Linked DNA regions of Gossypium hirsutum: region 2 is linked to region 1. A link is a contact called in public Hi-C data. All regions are on one chromosome and are shown on one strand. Each heading gives the region's core, a stretch centred on a gene start, on an enhancer-like site or on the middle of the called end of the contact. The rest is flanking DNA. Distances are from core to core; before and after follow the strand shown.

Evidence for each region. A called contact is a pair of places that touch in the nucleus more often than the background predicts.
Region 2: a Hi-C map of anther shows a contact between it and region 1, with 3 times the contacts expected there. The contact joins the promoter of LOC107941977 here to the promoter of LOC107954231 in region 1. A contact is called at or near these places in 18 of 34 Hi-C or Micro-C datasets (anther, callus, hypocotyl and 3 more).

The regions. Positions count from the first base shown.
Region 1 is chrD07:16,950,024-16,954,962 of Gossypium_hirsutum_v2.1, forward strand. LOC107954231 (E3 ubiquitin-protein ligase RHF2A) reads left to right here and starts at 1,501. Exons shown (of 8, transcript XM_016889730.2): 1 at 1,501-1,761; 2 at 2,126-2,257; 3 at 2,344-2,390. The coding sequence starts at 2,129.
Region 2 is chrD07:17,121,368-17,126,189 of Gossypium_hirsutum_v2.1, forward strand. LOC107941977 (ubiquitin C-terminal hydrolase 13) reads right to left here and starts at 1,842. Exons shown (of 32, transcript XM_016875612.2): 1 at 1,587-1,842; 2 at 1,350-1,416; 3 at 1,054-1,204; 4 at 793-950; 5 at 1-183. The coding sequence starts at 1,616.

The DNA of each region.
Region 1 (4,939 bases), core at 251-2,750:
TATCGTATTAAGTGCTTGGAATCACTCCAACTATGTCGAGCATGAGTTGTGGCAAAGCCAATTATCAACATGTAATGATGTACTATTGATGTAGAGGCTAAAACCTTTGTTCTGTTGATAGAACTTGTCCTTTACCATCTATAATGAGTGTTTGTTATTTTTTTTCCTTTGAATTGTATGGTTCCATTCATTGAATGAATTAAAAATTTACCTTTAAAAAAAACCATTACAATAAACCTACTTTAGATTATGGCCAAGCCCGTATTGGGGGCATTCCAAATAATTACAGGCCTCCTTTTTTTTATCAATAGTCATTCTTGTAAGTTCATCTATCTCTTTGTTGTCTTCTCTAGATACGTGATGGATTGACCATTGCATTGGTTTAGCCAATAATTGTCAAATTCTTCTAACCAAAGCAGAATTCAATACCCTTAAATAACTGCCTTGTATAGCTTGTACCGCCTCCAAATTGTTTGAAAGAAAAATCAAACTGTCAAATCCCCGATCAAGTGCAATCACCAAACCATTCAGAATACCCCATAATTCAACGTCCAAGATAGAATAACTCCCCAAAAATTGATTGTAGCCAAGAATCCATCTCCCGTTCTTGTCTCGCATGACACCCCCAATCGTAGCTAACCCTGAATCCTCCTTTATTGCACCATCAATATTCAATTACATCCAATTCCCGAACAAAGGCAGAATTTAGAGCTTGAGAATATTTGTATTATGGGATAAGACATATTATTTAACCCAAGTGTAAAAAAATTAAACCAATTTCTCATCACCCTGAAACCGCAACATTATATTTGTGGTTGACTGTCTTTGATTTGTGTACGTAATTAATGTCTTAATTAGGCAGTAAATGTAGGACATTTTATACATAAAAGGAACTAGATATAAGGTGGAGTAAACCTTATTGGTTGACGGTAATTTTAAAGAAAATGAAAGAGTTCAAAATTGCATGAACTCTATCTTGTGATTTAAAATATTTGAAGCTGATCAAACGAGAAGCCTTTCAAGAATTAAAGAGATAATATTTTGAGATATTTTAATTTTATCTCATTTTTGAATTGAGATAAAGTTATTTGGAGCCTGCTCTATTTACACAATGAGTGTGCTTTTGGCATTTTATGTAGAGTTAATTATTTTGGTTTTGGGAGAATGAATGTAACAATCGAAGAAATTTTGAGAGTAGAGTAGATTTAACTTTTATAACAAAATGAATCCCAAAATTGTGTTAATCAAAATTTGCAAAAATTAATTTGATTACATTTAAATTTACTTTCATAATAATGCAATTTACAAAATTCTTGAAGTCGTAACACTGCACTTCTAAACATATACATGCCATGCGTCACAAGAATAGCTATGGGCAGTGATATGTATGAAATAGTAAAATCAGAAATAAGTCAAAGATATTATAGTATAATTTCCACGTGTCTAAAATATAGAACACGACAATATTAAAGGAGAAAAAATAAGTAGGAATTGTGGCATAAAAATATAAAAAATAATGGAAAACAACAAAATACGATCACCGACCCAGCTTTCGCCTTTCCGTTCTTTACCTTTACCTTTACCTTTACCTTTACCTTGTGCCCAACTCCATCTCCTTCTTTACCACCACGCTCTGTTACCATCCAAAAACCTTAAAGTCTAGGGTTTTCTTCTAAAAGGCTTCTTTGTTTTGTTGATCAAGATATTGGTTGATAATTAGCAGGTTTTCTTTACTTATAAACTCTCAACCCTCAAGTGGAGGTAAAGTAAATGATATGTGTTTCTTTGATTTTGTTTTCTGGGGGAGTTTGGTTGGTCAGAGTTTTACTAGTTGGTTAATATTTATTGTGGATTTTGGAGATTCTGTTCTTGTATTTTTTTTAAAAATTCAAATTATTATATATTTTTAGGGCTTAACTTTTGTTGATCTTTTGTCTAAGTGAACTGATTTATGCATCTCATCGGTGTAGTATCAGTGTCTTGCATCAGTGTTGACTATATATGTTTCCATGGTTTAGTCTTTATCAAGATGCTAATTTCTCTTCTGGTCACTGTTGGCTCCATTTTGTACCTAAGACTTATGTTCATTATAAAAAAAGGGAAACTTTGGTGTTTGGCCTTGCAGGAGATGGAAGATTCCAAATCTGAGGCGCATATAACCTCAGCTGCAGCTTTTGTGGAAGGGGGAATTCAGGATGCTTGTGATGATGCCTGCAGTATATGCCTTGAAGCATTCTGTGAAAGTGATCCATCCACGGTATGTATGTCTTAAATTTTTTATTCCTATATTTTTTATATGTGAATGGACATTTCTTTGATACTTATTCGTTGCATCCCTTGCAGGTGACCTGCTGCAAGCACGAGTTTCATCTTCAGTGCATTCTTGAATGGTAATCTATATCCATTTTATAAGAGTCATCGTAGATGCCTTGCTGGTCTACTTTCAAGCGAACTTGAACTTGACTATACTTTTATAAATCAGTCAGGGCTAGGAAAATTCTCTAATTGATTAGACTCATAAAATCAGTCCTTTGTCAGTGGGGATTAATGTAGCTTCTGTTCTTCTCTTATTGTTTAGAACTTTTGGCTTCTCTTCCCTATTCTTAAAATAGGGAGATTCACAAATTATAACAGAATAATATAGATATGTACTTATGATGCTTAAGTGGAATCAAGCTGCATTCTACTCTAGCGAGCCGTCAGATCTGAAGCAGTACTACAGCATCACTATAAACTTTATAGCATGGAAGGGACATTATTCATTTCATTTTTGTATCACCAGAAAAGAGGTAAAACCTCCATCAATATTGTTGGTATAACATCATGTTTGTGATAAGGGAGCATTGCAAACTATGGATGAGGCCTGATGTGTACTTTTTTTTGTCCATGGAATAAAAAATTAGCTATCAAACATTCCCAAATCTTTTAAATTCTAAAAGAAAGTTTCTTGAAGATAAATACTTTCTATTAGGAAAGGAAGTTGTTGTTCTTTGGATGCTTATGTTGATGTTAGAGACTGGTTGAGGAATCTGAAAGTGAGGATTCTAGGAAACAGATTAACAAATTAAAGCTGTAAATTAGACATTATTGGGCCACACTTTGTGAAATTTATCAGTATTATCACTTCACATTTTTCTCCTTAATTAGGAAAGGTTTGGATTTTGTCTTATTATTTGTCATTCTTAGGAACAATGAATTGGTAAATCCGTAATTGTCATTATATCATTTATGTTCCAAAAATGTTTCAATTTGAAAATACCTTTTTTTTTTTTGGACGAGTTAAAAGAATGAAAACTTTGCTATGCAGTTGGGGACCAAGGGGACAACAATGCATGTGGAATGCTAGATTATAAAGATAGAGGTAGAATAAACCAATAACATCATGTACCTTCATAATATATGAATGGACCATCTATTGTTAATATTAAAAGAGATGGACTATTTATTTAGACCATGGAAGCTTGTGTTCGAAAGGGATGAGAACCATGAAAGCAGGAGCTTTATATGGTTATCTTTTCTCCTTCAAAAGCAGGGTCTATTTATTTCTCTCCAAAAAAGCCAAAGAGTGAAGTATTCAAATCTAAGGTTACCACATATGCTTAAAGTTTTTTGTGTGTCGGAGATTGGCCTTTGAGGCTTGAGATTACCACATATGTGTGGTGATATAAGGCCGGAGTACAGCAAGTATTTTGGTTAGATGGCAGATATTATAAAACGCTTTGCATTTGGCTTCTATGCATATTTCTTTGATGATGAAGTGGTGGCTTGGTGCAAAATTATTCATTTACGTACTATTTAATTCTAATTACTGCTGCCAATTTCCTCTCATCTTTTCCTCATTTTACTTTTTTTATTTGAGTTATTGCTTTTTTGTAGTAATCCAGGACATTTGTTTTTCTTCATAACCTTGTTATATCTTTGGTTTGAATCTCATTAGTTGTGCAACTTTAATGGAGGAACACTGATGTTGATAGATCACCATGTTGTCTTTTGTTTGTTATTTTATGTGGCTCTAAGTTTCACCTAGTTTCACTTGCCTCTTCATTTTTCTAGTCTTCATGTACTTCTGGATAGCCCTTTTTCTTTTCTCCCCCTATGGAAATGAGGATAACCCCTAGGTTTTTGGTTTGAGTTCAAGATAGGGTCTGCAGGTTCTACCCCCTAAAGGGTGGATATAATGGCTGGTCCAGTGCTAGTAGCTCAAGATTCCTTTACTCCTTCTGCCTCCATATTTCCTGGCTAATGTTGTGCTTCATTTATGTCGTTATATTTACTATGCAAACTGGTGCATTCTTATACACTTCGTTATTACTAAGATCATGGCAATTTTCTTTTGTCTAGACTTACATAAATTATGATGTGAGAATATGCATGACAAATTGCTTTATGTCTGCTATGTTTATGTGATGCTTGATATCAGCATGGATTTCTACAAGAGATTTTAGAAAATTCTATAAAATATGTGAAGTAAATAGCAACTTAGGCATTTATAAGAGTTATGTAGGTTGAACGAAGTGGGGTTATTGTTGGGGTTATGTTGTGTTTGTATAATATCTTTTAAGAAGTCTATGTTCTGATTGATACTTACAGAAGTACAGAATACTGGAATGTAAGAGAGTATTAGGGAGGATATGTTTCTGATGTATGAACACATGATCTCCAGGTTAAATTGCTAGCTTCTTCCATATTGCCATAATCTCGGAGCTATAATTTTTATAGTATAGTTCTTACATATATATTACAAGAAGTACCACATGACTGGATATATAGGAATCCAAATCAGTGGAACCACTCATGAGCTTCTACATCCTAGGTCTTCCTGCATTTGGCTTATGTTCTTTATGTAGCAGTCAGACAGAATGACTATGAAATTACGTTGATACTGCTGCATATCATGGGTAATGTAGGAGAAATATCTATTTTCCCACAGTGTAGTTTT
Region 2 (4,822 bases), core at 592-3,091, 170 kb after region 1:
AACCAGTTTCCTTCTTTGAGTCATATGTCCAGTAATCAACAATCCTGCGGACAACCACCTCTGCTTCAACAATCAAAGTGTCATTCACAAGATACCCTCTGCAAGGATCATATAACTCGCCGAGGGGCATAAAGGATGTAAAACCCCAATCACTTTCTCGTGCATTGAACTGGTGCTGTGTGTCTGTAAAAATCCAAGTCAGGTGCAAATTTAATAAGCTTATCATTATTCTCTCCAATGGTATGACCAAATTCACATCAAGTTACAGAAAGATACTAGAGAAACTAAGACATGAACATGGTACTAAAAGCTACACTAGCGCACAACCTATAGATTCAAGAGGGGGGGGAATGGAACTGAATATTAGTCAGATGCTATACATGCAAGGAGAGCAATATGGTCACAAGGAAAAAGGGGATTGTACCAAAGAACAAGGACAAAAAATCTTAAAATCAGCCAAGTTTAGTCATGTCTTTCAATCATCAGAAATGACAATGATATCAAGAACTCCATATTGAAAAAAAGGGAATCATAAAGGCCAGATTTTCTTTTTAACCTAATCAGTAATCAGAGATAACCTGCCTTTCATTGCATCAAATCTACATTAGACTGTTTACAATAACTCCTAAATGATGAAACAACATAACAAATAAGGATGTTCTAGAGCTGGTATTGATCATAGCAAAACAAAACTGATTCAATGAAATCCAGAAACAAACTAATTTGATGTTATAATACCAACGGAAGATAATACTGAAACAGTGTACAGATAATCTACTTAAAGGGTAATACCTTTTCTGATAGAATATTTATTATGAATTTGATTAACTACTGCCAAACTGAACTGGGCATATCTACTCCACCCATAGGGTAAGCTTGCTGAGTCAGCAACATCCAAATACATAGACAAATGATCCACATTGTTTCCCTTTGGAAATAGCAGTATTCGCCTAAGCAATTCAAACCAGAAGTATCAAATCATCAATTATCATCGCCAAAAAAATATAATGAAAGAAAGAACAGTAGCAATATCAACAAGGGAAAGAGATATACCATTTATAACCACCGACAACGAAGACTTCAGAATAATGCTTCTTAGCGTTTAACCTAGAGAAGTTTTCAATCCTCCAAGTGAATCTTGATGAAGGAGGATCCTCAACTGGTTGATTTTCCACAGTATTTGCAGCTTCGGGTTGCGCTACAACTAACAATTAAGATATAAATCACAAAGATCATAATCAAATTAAACCCTCTTTTCAGTCTACCCAAAAAAAAAGTAGAAAATTTCGGAACTTGCATTGATGTAAGCGAATCAAAGAAGTAAATTTCTCAAAACAACAAAAAAGTACCTTCCATGGGCTGGTGATTGTCGGTCAAATCAGACTGTGGGACGAGCATTTCCTCATCTTCTTGTTGCTAAAAAATCAAGGAAAAATTCAAAAAAGAAGTTATTAAATCAGAAGAATCAGATCCATCAAGAAACCAAATTGGACAAAGAAAAACCCTAAAAAACTCCAAAAAAAAATCAATTAATCAAAAAAATCATAAAAAAGGAGTAAAAATAGAGAGAAAGAGAGAGAGAGTACATCGATGGGGGCAGGGGCCATAACAGTCATAGCTATGAAATTGAGAGGTAAACAAGCTTACGAAAACAAGAGGAACGAGAAAGGGGAAACTAGGAGAAAGATTTTTTCTCTATTTTTTGGGTTGATTTTATTTGGTGATTTTATTACAGTGAAGAGAAGCGAGGAGAAAGCAAGGTCTTTCGATGGTCTTTATTTGGGAAATGGGTAATTTCGGAATTTCATTCATTTTCTGTACTTCCTTTTTGTTCTTGGGAGATGGCTAATTGGATACGGTCAAACACATATACTTTACCTTTACCACCATTCGAATACGATGTATGATAATTCAATAATAAAAATAAAAATTAGAAAATAAAAACTGAACTTCGGGCAAAATATAATTAAAAGCCTTTTTTTTTTAAATTTACCGAAATAGACCCGGTAAATAATTATTTATCTGAATGGGTCATTTTCTCCGAAAATGCGTCCACGTCAGCACGATGTCAGTGTACGTGACAGGAAAACGCGTCCTCAAGGGCGCGCTTTGTCCACATGGACAGAAAGCGCTGACGTGGACGCGTTTTGTTGCCACGTCAGCGCGTCCTAGAGGATGCGTTTTCCCGTGCGTGAACAGTGCCAACGGTCATATTTTTAACCTTTGGCCCCCTAACGGTAAAAAAAATTATAAAAACCCTCCACCCCTTTATTTTTTTTCACAAATTAATCCTTTCTCAATTATTTTCTCAATTTCCTCTCAATTTCCTCTCAAATTGCTCTCAATTTCCTTCCAAATTTCTCTCAAATCCATATTTAATCTCAATTTGCTCTCAATTTCCTCTTAAATTTCTCTTAAATCCCTATTTTTAGTTAATTTAAAAAAATTAATTTTTTTTTAAATCGTAAAAACTTGTACGAATTTAGCAATGGCCGGAGAATTGATTCGTCTTGATAACAAGCACATATCCGTCAAACAAATGAAAATAGTAAGTGTTAAATTTATTTTTTAAATATTATTTAAGATTTTTTTTATGCATTTTTAAATAATTATTAATTTATTATTTGTTATAAAAGTCTGTAGATCGGATATTGGAATGCTATATTCGAAACATGCATGGTCCTCCATCATCGTTGGTAGAGAATTACCTACGGGAAGCGGGTTTTTGGCACGTGGCGACAGTAGGCCGAGGATGCAAGTTGGACCCGAAACTTATCAATGCGTTGGTTGAGAGGTGGAGACCCGAGACGCACACATTACATCTTCCATGTGGAGAGTGCACTATCACTTTAGAAGATGTCAATCTGCAATTAGGATTGTCAGTGGATGGGTAGCCAGTCACCGGGTCTGTTCAATCTAGCAATTGGGGAGCGGTGTGCTACGAGCTTTTGGGCGCTATTCCAGAGAAAATTAAAGGAGGTCGGATCGAGATAGGCTAGTTACGAGACACATTCCCGGATCCGGATGATGATTCAACCGAAGTAGAAAGAATCTGATATGCTCGAGCATACATTCTTCAGATAATTTGAGGTTATCTGATGCTGGACTTGTCACGGAACCTCGTACATCTAAGATGGTTGCTGAAACTCGTTGATTTTAGAGCAGCTGGTGAATTGAGTTGGGGGTCTGTCATGTTGGCAACATTATATCGGGAGATGTGCGGGGCGACGCGACCGAGTAAAGCGAAAATCGAAGGTTGCCTGTCACTACTGCAGTCATGGGCACGGTTTCGCTTTCCATTTTTATGTCCTCGAGTAGACCACCCATATACATTCCCACTCATAATGAGGTAAATTTTATATTAGATTTTACAATTATTACGTAGATTTTTAAAAATAATAGTATGCTAAAAAGTTTATTTAATTAGGTGGAACTATCCGGCAAGTTATGCTCGATTACCTACCCCTATTGAAGATATACGGCTTCTATTAGACCAACGGTCGGAAGCACAAGTAAGTATTAAATAAAATAGATATTTTCATAATGAGATAGTCGATTGGTATTTAGTATTTAGTACATAACTAATATTTCCATCATGGTCATATAGTTTGAATGGACACCATACGAGGATCCGGCAATTCGGGCAGCAATTCCGGATGAGTAGTTCCAAAATCCAAACGGTTGGCATGTGAAAGTCCCATTGGTCAACTTTACGAATGTGGAGATGCACTAGTCGGACAGAGTATTACGACAATTTGGATTTCGACAACCGATTTCCGTGGCACCTGAGGTGTTGGATGATCATCACAAAATCGACCTACGGCAATTGCATACGGATTAACCGAGATTCTGGTCACACTACATCCAAATATGGGAAGATCGGTATGACTATATACCTACTCCGGAACCAATCATCGTTCCAGAATTAGCATGCATGCCGGAATACATGCCGTGGTTTAGGATTAATGGGAAGCAGTATTTACTCTCGCCAGAGGAGAGGCAGCGACAATTGCGTGTCCAAAGGGAACGACGTGGCCCTTTAAATCTAAGAAGAAGGGACGACGACGCAGGCCCATCAACGAGGCCCAGAAATTCACCCGGCCCATCATCAGTGCCCATAACTTTATCAAGCCCAGCAACAGCACCGACACAGTCACCCGACCCAGTAGTTCAACCGACGATACCCACGACACAGCCTTTTCAGATGATGCCAGGTGCGTATCCTAGCCCTTTTATGTATCCTAACCCTTATATGTTTCCTTTTTCTAGTCCTATGGCAGGTTGGAGTCAATGGCCTGGTTCATCTTCATTTTCGACTACGCCGATTGGACCGTTGATGTATAGGCCATCGTCGCAGGAGGGATCACAAGAATGGCCGTCGTGGAGCTCTTCTTTTTACCAAATGCCATCACCGTATGGGTTTCAAACACCTTCGCCGTTCGTGATGCAAACACCTCCACATTCACTATTCTATCAAGGTGGCTCATCATCCCAACACCGACAACCAGATCCCCTACCGAATGAACCAGAATCCCCACCGGAGCAACCACAACCCCCGCCGAAAGCTGGACAAAGAAGGAATCCAGCGCGTAACCGTCGACGACCACAATGTGGCACTGAATCCGGCGGGCACGGAGATTGATTTTTATTTTAAAATATTTGTACAAAATAATTTATATTAATGTAATAAAATATAAAATAGTTTAATTTGAGTATTTTGATATTATTTGATGTAATAAAATACAAAATAGTTAATATTCTTAATAATAAAAATTATTTTAAATAATTCAATTACTCACGTAACTCTAAACCCTAATTTAAT